2 separate regions of the Rattus norvegicus genome follow, and region 1 is linked to region 2. Evidence: chromatin contacts called from public Hi-C data. All regions are on one chromosome and are shown on one strand. Each heading gives the region's core, a stretch centred on a gene start, on an enhancer-like site or on the middle of the called end of the contact. The rest is flanking DNA. Distances are from core to core; before and after follow the strand shown.

Region 1 (5,104 bases), core at 526-3,025, 42 kb after region 2:
TGGTAAATACTTCAGGCCTTAGCTATAGCATGAGTCTTTCTGCTGGGAAGTGGGTTCCCATCTCAGAAGCTATGCTGTCTTGTATTTCAGAAAAGTCACGTGACAGGTCAAAGCCTGAGGAGCTTTTCAAGAAACAATCAGTGGTATCACATGACAGAGAGGTTCCACCAAATGACTCTAAGGTGCTTTGTTGCTGGGAATGTCACTGGTCACTTTGCTGAGGAGTGCTGCAGAACCCCCGCTGTGGGTACAGAAGCAAATTGCCGGGACCGGTATCAAATGGGTAATGATAACACACTAGTGGATATTTAGTTTCAGACACTGGGGGACAAGGTACTGAGGTGCATATTTTACATATCAAAGCAGACCTGGCCTCCAGGTTCTCAAAGCATCCTCCAGTCCCTACCTGGTAAGTCCTGTCCCAACCCTGAAGTATTGTGCACTCTCTGTCTCTGTCTCTCTCCCTCCCTCCTTCCTCTCTCCCTCCTCTCTGCGTCTCGATCCTCACGTACTCCTTTTCTCTATCTTTCCTCTCTCCCACCCCACCCCATGGCGACTTCCCTCAATTCTTGGGGCCAGTGGACTCACTGGAGAGTAGCTTCTCAATAAACCTGCCTTTAATCTAATCTAATCTGGCTTGAATTGGCCCATTTCACTGGCGGAGAAATGACCTATCAGTGGGTACTTCTCACACAACTGAGAGCCAGAGAGAGCTAGAGAGAGAGAACGAGAGCAGAGAGCTGCAGGGAGCGCTGACAGCCTGAGCATATGAACAAGAGAGCCAGGGGAGTGTTACTGATAGAAGGAAGGAAGGCCCCTTAGGATGCCAGGGGGCTGCCAGTCAGAGCTCTGTGACACGGGGCTTGTCATCCAGAAAAATCATTTTATAGCCTTCACAGAATAGCAACTTGCAATAAAGCTTGGACTCTCCTCATTTTTTCGTAGAAGTGTGACATTCCCCAAACAATATATAGACGTTTCCAAAAGGTAGCTCTTAAAACTGTTGAACCAACGCTGGTGAATGGAGGGTGCATTCGACAATGGCATCTTGGAAGGGCAAGCTACTTGAAAGACTAGGGGTCCAGTTGAGTCTTTTCCTCGACATCTAGTCTCAAGGTTCTCAGCAATGGAGGGGAGTTTCCTTGTTTCTTTTGTTTTTGGTTTCCTCTCCTTAGTCCTGGAACTTTCTCTGTAGGCCAGGCTGGCCTCAGAGATCCACATGCCTCTGCCTCCCAGGAGCTGGGATTAAAGGGCTTGTGCCACCATAGCTCCAGGGGTGGGACTTCTTAAGAGGCAACTTAGAGCTCTAAGATCAGTGGCTCCAAGAGAGTGGAACGATGTGGGCCCCAAACTTGGCATAATGTTAATTCTGTCACATCTGAGAGCCCTCCCAGATTCAATAGGGACATAGGAGTGGCAACCGGCTGTGACCTTCTTTGTTATAAAAGCCTTCGCATTCCGCATTCTTGAGAAGATTACCTAAGAAGAAAGGGTACAGCACTAGCCCCCATCTGTGCACCAGCTCCTTTGTTTAAGAGCAGGTTACTTGTAGATCTGCAGCTGGAGTTTCTGACAACCTTCTTACTCTTATTCAGATGAAGGCAGGCCTGACATCCTCCCTCTCAGTTCTGTGAGCTGCTTTACTTCTATGCCTACCTCTGGCTTCCCAGAGTAATCTCTTTCTTACTCATAGGTTACTCAGATCTCTATAGAACTCCCCGAGTCTGGGAAGCCTACATGGGCAAAACAGGAACAGACTTCTCTTTATCTTTCAATTTATTGCATGTCTTTAAATCTTTTCCAAAATCCAGAAGGAAGGAAATTGCTACATGCTAAAAGCAGTAAACCATGCTTTTGTCAAATGGGGGGGGGGGGAGAGAAATAGTCTTTAGGTAGCCACGTTATACCTTATAGTTTTCAATAAGGTTTAATTTTTGATTGTTTTAAGAGCTAACTCAGATGCTGAGTGCTAATCCCTTTTAGCAAGTTAGTTGTGGGTTTCAGCAACATCGGTGGGTAGTGAGCAGCCGTCATAGTTAATTATAGCTTAGGTTAATTACATGTGTTAACTATAGTTAATTATGTTACATTTTACTATACTTCAAAACTTAAGGGTTGGTCTTAAATCCCAATAGGGCTTGCCATGTGCAACATTTCTAGTAAATCTTTTTGTTTTGATGTGAGCAATTAGAAAGTTTATAAAGGATGAACCATCCAGCTGCTCCTCCCTTTGAAAAGTCAAAGTTCATGCAGAATAGAAGTGGTTGGTACTTTTATACTTCTGTACTGACTATAAGACATTTGGATAATGTTTCCCTAAAGACTCGTGCTGCTGTCTAACTTACAAACGAACCCAAGTATCATTTGTGTGTAAATGATGGTGTCCTTTTCCTAAAGTCAGATAGAAAAAAAAGTAATTCTAACTGGAAACTTTTTTGTGGGGGGGGGGCGGGGGCGCGATTACAGAGTTGTTTGTAAGCTATTCAAGAAACTTTAAATGCCATTACAGAAATGATACAGTTCCACTTTGTATTAAGCCACTAATAGCCACTCTTCCCAACAAAGCCAAATCTTCTGGCACTCACAGTATCACAGTCTCAGGAGACAATAGCTCAGAAATAGTGTTTTGCTGGCCTTGGAGCTACTGAGTGCTGAGTAATACTTAGGAGAAGGAAAAAGAGCGAGCTCCTTGGATTAAAATCTGAGAGAATGTCGCCATAGAGAAAGTGGTGACTGGACACTGGTGGAATTCTCAACACCTCATCGGGGTGCTGCTACATAGGTTTCAGTTTTCATTTCTGCTTTGGAAGAGCTCTGGAAAGCTTGGGCAGAAATCATTTGAACACTCATAGATGCGCAGCGCTTTTGTAACCAGAGAAGGACATTCTCTGTTAATGTTGAGACTTATTTGATGCTCAAAGCCTTAAGGATGGCCTCTGGGTAATGGTGAGTCTGATTCTACATCTCTACCCCACTCTTCAGAAGCGTGTCAGTCATTTGGTAACTTTTGAGAGCTTAGAGTATGTTGTAGATATGTTCTGGGTAGTGACTGGTGTTATCTGACAGATTAATAAAAAAATAAAATAAACACTAAAAAGCAACACCGGAGAAAAAGCTTCCATCCTCACAGCAAAGAGCAGAGAGACGCAGGGATTCTGGTCAACCCCTCGTAGCGCTGCAGTTTCTAGTTATTTACCCTTCCTTGCCTAAGGAATGGCCAGCAGCCAACCAGCACTGCAGCCTCACAATATCTTGCAACTTGGAGTAGGGTTAAACCGTGTCGGGGGCCAAGTGGTACTTTTGTGCGAGGGTCACGTGAGACCAAGGCTGACTGGGAGAGGCAGAGTAGGGCTGAGTGGATGAAGGGATTCCTCAGGGACTTCCAGGCTGAGGGGTGGCGTCTCTGCAGGACAGCGCGGGGCATCTCCAGGCCGCCGGCTGCGCCGACCTGTCCCTTTAAGGGGCCGGTCTCCGCGTCCCTTTGGCCGCGACGCCCGGACGTGCGGAGCCGCCCCGCCCCGAAGCCTCCCGTTTCCTGCGGGGCGGTGCGACGGCACCTGAGCTACTGCGGCGGGGCCTCGTAGCACGCTGACCCGGAGGTAGAGCTCGCGTCGCTGCGTCGTCCCGGCCTGGTTCCCGGCTGCGCAGGGTGAGGAGCAGGGCCGGGGACTCCGGTGCGCTGGGGCGAGGGGTTGGGAGAGCGCTCGCCCGGTAGGCCTCCGCCCGGGGGTCGCAGTGTGTAGCGTCCGCCCAGGCCGCGCCGCCGCTGGCTCGCTCTGAGGAGGTTCCGGCTCCAGGGTTCCGGCTGGGCGATTTCCCCACGGCCGTCAGGTCCGACCCCAGCTCCGCGAGTGGCCCGAGCTCTTGGGCCGTCTCCTCTGAGGGCGAGGTCGGCCCGACCGGGCTGCGGGGTGACCGAGGAACCTATTTTTAGCCCGGCTCGCAGGCCCCGGGGCTGGCGGGCGGATTAAGGCTCTGAAGAGGGTGACCGGAGGGAGCGCCACGCCTCGGGCGCCTGGGCCCGGGGTGGGCCACATGTGAGCGGTGCTGGAGCGGATGGCCCCTCGCTTGTCCCGGAGTGCGGCCCCTCCCACCACCAGGTTGTAGAGTTAGGGGGAATTCTGCGAAGTTCTCCCTCTCTCCCAGGGGTGTGTCCGCCTTGTTGCCCAACAATGGAATTTGGGACGTCCCGGATCTAGCCGCGTTCGGGGTAAGGAAGCCGAATTCGGCCTTCGAGACCGGAGCAAGGAGGAGCAGCGTCCCTTTCTTTGTCCCGCTGCATCTCGGTTTAGGTTAAAAAGTGCGCTGCTTAGTGTCTTCGGGTCCTTCTAGGAGGAAACCGGGATTCTAACAGCGTGGCTTCTGCCAGATATGGATTCTTAAGCATCTATGTGAATACGCGCAGCTTCAAAAGCTGCGGCTGAACAGTTCAAAGTTTTGGAGTGTTTTGAGAAATTTCCTCTCCACACCCAGGTAAAGAGGAGCCCCTCAAAGGTGAACCAGACATTCTCTTGTGTAGCAGGTGACTTAGGCGTGATTTGACCTTCTGCCTCAATTAGGTTGCACTTGTCTTTTCTTTCCCCTTACCCGCAAGCAATGGCAGCAGTGGCTCCAGTAAAAGCATTTGGTGATGAGACCTGAGATAATCTTTCCAGGAGCTGCCCTGGAGCACTCAGGCTGACCTGTATTCTGTGTGTCCCGCGGTAGACTTTCCTATCTGATGTATTGCTTGATAAACAAGCCTCTTTCCCATTCCACCTTTCTTCTAGAGGCCTTAGACGAAATAGCTGGGCTTAATTATGTAGGTTCCTTTCCCATGCCAACCCTGAGTCAGAAACGGCTCTCAATTTTGTAGCCCTCAGTAGACTTATGTCTCAATTATCAGGTGCATTAGAGAATAAGGTGTTCTACATTACTGAGACACACACTCAAATATATCGGGAAAATTCCTCAAGTGTATTTATTAAACACTTTAGTATCATAAAGTATACCTAGTATATAACCCTTTCTTGATTCATTGTCAGCATTATGAAAAGCCATTGGCTTGTTTTATTGCATTGGTATATTTTTGTGACCTCCCTAAGTATTAGCAGTCTCTTTCTCT
Region 2 (5,022 bases), core at 2,228-4,727:
TGTAAATTATGAATTATAGAAAATATTTAAATGGGGCCCAGCCCACACTAAGTGTAATTTCCATATAAACATTGATTACTTGCAACTAGTAGTAATTTGAATAAGAATGGCCTCCATAGGTTCAGATGTTTGAATATTTGATCAACAGCTGGTGGAACTACTTAGGAAGGATTAGGAGGTGTGGCCTTGTTGGGGAAGGTGTGTCACTGGGGGTGGGCTTTGAGGTTTCAAAAACCCACCTCTCTCTTTCTCTCTTTCTCTCTCTCTCTCTCTCTCTCTTTCTCTCTCTCTCTCCTCCTCTTCCTCCTCCTACCTCCTCTTCCTCCTCCTCCTCTTCTTCTTCCTCCTCTTCCTCCTCTTCCTCCTCCTCCTCTTCCCTTCCCCTTTCCCCCTTCCTCCTCTCCCTCATCCCCCTCTCCTGCTCCAGAGCCATGCCTGCCTGCTTGCTGCCATGTTGCCCACCATGATGGTCATGGAATCTTACCCTCTGAAACAGTAAGGCCCCAGTAGACTCTCTCTTCTAGGTATTGCCTTGGTCAGGTATCTGATCATAACAACAGAAAGGTAACTAAGGGGTTGGGGATTTAGCTCAGTGGTAGAGTGCTTGCCTAGCAAGCGCAAGGCCCTGGGTTCAGTCCCCAGCTCCAAAAAAAAGAAAAAGGGGAAAAAAAAAAAGAAAGGTAACTAAGATACAATGAATTGATATTTGGAGACATTTAGCCATATTTACCCATTTCAGTTTGAGAATTTAAAACTTTGGGGGTGCTGGGTAGATGGTGCAGTCTGTAAAATGCTTGACGCACAAGTGTGAGGACTTGAACTCAATTTCTAGCACTGATGTAAAAGCCAAGAGTGCCCCTGTCATCCCAGCACTGGGAGGTGGAAACAGGAGGATGCCCTGTGCTAGCTGGCTGGACAGTAGAGCTGAGTCTGGGAGCTCCAGGTTACCAAGGGATCTTGTCTCAAAACACAGGGGAAAGAGCCATGGGGAAGAACAGTGAGATCAGCCTCTGGCCTCCACATAGATGTGCATATACTTGTTTGCACAAGCATCTCCTCACGAATGCATACATGCATACACTCACAGGTACTCATGCACGCACACACACACACACACACACACACACACACACACACACTCTGGAACCACTGGGTTCTTCTTCTTCTTTTTTTTTTTTTTTTTTTTTTTTTTTTTTTTTTTTTTTTTTGCAACTCTTAGACAATAGCTAAAGGTTTCTGGGCATCAGGCCTCAGACTTTCTTTTTTTCGGAGCTGGGGACCGAACCCAGGGCCTTGTGCTTGTTAGGCAAGCGCTCTACCACTGAGCTAAATCCCCAACCCCAGGCCTCAGACTTTCAAGTCACAGTCACATAAGTTTTAGGCCTGGACTCTAGAAAGAAAAATAGGGATGTCCCTTCAACAAAGTACAAAATTACAAATAAATAGGAATAAGTTTCATGGGCTGGAGAGATGGCTCAGTGGTTGAGAGCACTGGCTGCTCTTCCAGAGGTCCTGAGTTCAATTCCCAGCAACCACATGGTGGCTCACAACCATCTGTAATGGGCTCTGACACCTTCTTCTGGTGTGTCTGTAAGACAGTGACGGTGGGGGTTGGGGATTTAGCTCAGTGGTAGAGCGCTTGCCTAGCAAGCGCGAGGCCCTGGGTTCGGTCCCCGGCTCCGAAAAAAAAGAAAAGGAAAAAAAAAAAAAAGACAGTGATAGTGGACTTATATATAATAAATAAGTAAATCTTTAAAAATATTTTTAAAAAAGGAATAAATTTCGTTATTTTACTGTACCCTAGGGTAACTACAGTTAACAATCACGAATATTTCAAAATTTTAGAAAATTTTGGACTTTTCACCAGAAATGAGTAATGAACATTTGAGGTGATAGCTATCTATGCTCCTTACAGTGATTTTTTTTTTAAAGATTTATTTATTTATTATATATAAGTACACTGTAGCTGTCTTCAGATACACCAGAAGAGGGCATCGGATCTCTTTACAGATGGTTGTGAGCCACCATGTGCTGGGAATTGAACTCATGACCTCTGAAAGAGCAGTCGGGTGCTCTTAACCGCTGAGCCATCTCTCCAGCCCTCCTTACAGTGATTTTATCATTGTACAATGTATACACGTATCAGAACACCTCATGGCTCCCTAAAATCCCGAAGAACTATTTACCAGAAATCAATAGCAAAAGAACTGTAGATGGACCTGGAGTGTTAAAGAAATGTTAGGAAAGACTTTCACTAGGGGGCGCTCCTTCCTCTCGACGAAAGAAAGAGCTTCCGGTTTGACAAACCGAACATGTTTTGGGGATCAGAGCAGGAGGGGTGTGAGTACATCCCAGGGTAGGGAACCAGAAGCTACTTCTTCAAATACATCGGATTAGTTACTGTGTTATTAATGCAGGTCTGTCTGTGCAGTGTATACCGTCGGGTTCTGTTTACAGCAGCTAGTCTGGGTACGTGCATCTCACGCATAGCACCTTGACCACTGTTGATGTTGGAGGCAGGTTTCTTTGGCCTAGGAAATACTGGAGAACCAAGAACCTGCATAAATGTGGTGAGGCCGGCCACTGGAGGACAGTTTTTTTTTTTTTAAATATTTTATTTATTTATTTATTTATTTATTTATTTATTTATTTATTTATTATATATGAGTACACTGTAGCTGCCTTTAGACACACCAGACAAGGGCATCAGATCTCATTACAGATGGTTGTGAGCCACCATGTGGTTGCTGGGATTTGAACTCAGGACCTCGGGAAGAGCAGTCGGTGCTCTTAACCACTGAGCCATCTCTCCAGCCCTGGAGGACAGTTTTTAATCCGGTGACAGTTTTGCTTGGTGAAGCCTTGTTTTTTTCCTGGGAGCAAAGACATGGTTCTAATTAAGTCTGCCCTGAGCTGTCAGTTTCCAGACAGGGATTTTATATCACAAGAATATGAAGGTTGATTTACGCATTGCCTGGAAGTCTTTTCGAGATCAAAATTAAGTGAGTTCTTGCCCTTTTAATAATTGCTTAATCTCAGAACTCCTCGCTGCCTGGGAAGCCCCCTTTCTCCTTTTGGGTGGCTGGGTAGAGCGAGGGCGCCGGAAGAGTAAGAGGCTTGAGCTTACTTTGGCATAACCTTCCCCCCACCACAGACACACACCTTAGTCATCTGCTGAAAATCCTGAGTCACCACGGCAGCTCGGCACCTGAGTCACCACGGAAAGCCACAGTTTTCAACTATGCAGGTAGGTGTGCACACCGGCCGTGAAACACTGCCCGAATTCGAATTCCCAAGGATAATTAATGGCTTGGTTTCACATAAAACTAAAGACAAGATTTTTTTTTTTTTTTACACACAACTTAAGTGTAACTGCAGTTCCAGAGGATCCAACAACCTTCTCTGGCCTCCTCAGGCACCAGCAATGCACAGACATTCGTGCGGGCAAAATACTCATATGTGTTCTGTGGAGTCTCTTGTAAGCATCGCCTGTCAATAAAAACGCCAATGGCCAATGAGCTGAGAGGCAGGAAATAGGAGGTGGGACACTGATGGGAAGAGAGGGTATTTTGGGAAACAGTAAGAGAGTAAAAGGAGAGGCAGGAGATTCTAGCAAGACACTAGGGAAACACTGAGGGAGAGTCAAAGAAAGGAGCAGGCTGGACCCGAAGAAGAGGTAACTGACCATGTGTTAGACGTAGAAAAGTCTCAATGGGTTAAATAAGTTATGAGCTAGCCAGGGAGTGAGTGAAAGCTTATGGCCAAGACACCTAATAATACAGAATGAGCCTCAGAGTCCTCATTCTGCAAGCTGGGGCTGGGGAAGGAAAAATAAATATTACAGAGGAGGGGAAAGAGATCTGTGGGAGTGAAGCAACTCACCCAGAGACAAGCTCTGCTGACCGACAACACTCAGTGAGTTCAGGGAAGAGTCCCAGCGGAGTCTAGGAAAGAACGGTAGCTGAGGCTGGATGGCAGGCTACACTTCCCAGAGGAGGCAGCGTAGAGCAAACTCCTGAAGTTCACAGTTATTTAAAACACAGTTATTTAAAGAGACATGTCCACCCAGATCCGGTGAACATGACTTCACTTTGGAAAGGTCACTATGGCAGTTTGAATGAGAATGGCCTTCATAGGCTCCTACGGTTGAAGACTTGGTCCAAGGTTTGGTGGAAATGTTTTGAGATCCATTAGGAGGTGCGGCCTTGTGAGAGGATATATGTCCCTGGGAGGTGAACTTTGAACTTTCAAAAGCCCATGTCAGGCCCGGTCTCTTGCTTCCTACTTGGGAACCAGGTGTAACCTCTTAGCTACTGGCCCAGCACCATGCTTGCCTGCTACCTTACTCCCAATCACAGTGGCCATGGACTCTACTCACCTCCTGAAACTGTAAGCGAACACCAACAGGATGCTTTCTTTCATATGAGTTGTCTCGGTCATGGTATCTCTTCACAGAAATAGAGAAGTAACAGCATGGGACAGCTTTCCAATACAATGTTCAATACATAGGAAGCACGAAGGCAAATCAAACCCAGGCCAGCTGGGCACTGCTTCTCTGATCCTTCAGTGTGTGAATGTGAGTTCCAGGTCAGTGTGTAGTCCCTCATCAAGAAAAGCCATCCCTGCTCCATACAGCAGATGAGACCGTGAGCTGACTGTGACCCAGCATGCCTCTGGTTCTTTCACGTCCTCGTTTCCGAGCTCTCGCCTTTGGGAGGTGTCCTTACAGCAGTGAGGGGTGGATGTTCCCAAACCTTCACTGTGACTGAACTGTTTGTTAAACACCGATGAGTGCCCGGTGTGAGGATCCTCTGGAATGAGCTTAATTAAAAATCACCACACAGGCATTTTATTTTCAACTGCCTTTACACGTGTATGTCATGAACACATGCCAAATTCCAGACAAGATGCTCTGGCATTTTAGTGCCTCAATTGAGGTAAAAATCTCCGAAGATTAACTTTTTGAGAGATGGCTGCCAAGCCTGATGACCTGAGTTTAATCCCTAGGACCCACCTGCTGGG

Evidence for each region. A called contact is a pair of places that touch in the nucleus more often than the background predicts.
Region 1: a Hi-C map of the A7r5 cell line shows a contact between it and region 2, with 2.2 times the contacts expected there. The contact joins the promoter of Ktn1 here to the enhancer-like site in region 2. A contact is called at or near these places in 3 of 12 Hi-C or Micro-C datasets (the A7r5 cell line, the Rat2 cell line and mammary epithelial cells).

What each region holds. Positions count from the first base shown.
Region 1 is chr15:23,390,795-23,395,898 of GRCr8, forward strand. Ktn1 (kinectin 1) reads left to right here and starts at 1,776. Exons shown (of 41, transcript XM_063274792.1): 1 at 1,776-4,473.
Region 2 is chr15:23,347,459-23,352,480 of GRCr8, forward strand. No RefSeq gene overlaps it. Among named protein-coding and RNA genes, the nearest start is that of Ktn1, 43 kb to the right of the region's middle. Within about 2 kb of position 3,478, at least 3 of the 93 cell types and tissues checked have an H3K27ac peak or open chromatin away from gene starts, as enhancers often do. A contact at or near this core is called in the A7r5 cell line, where this site is marked.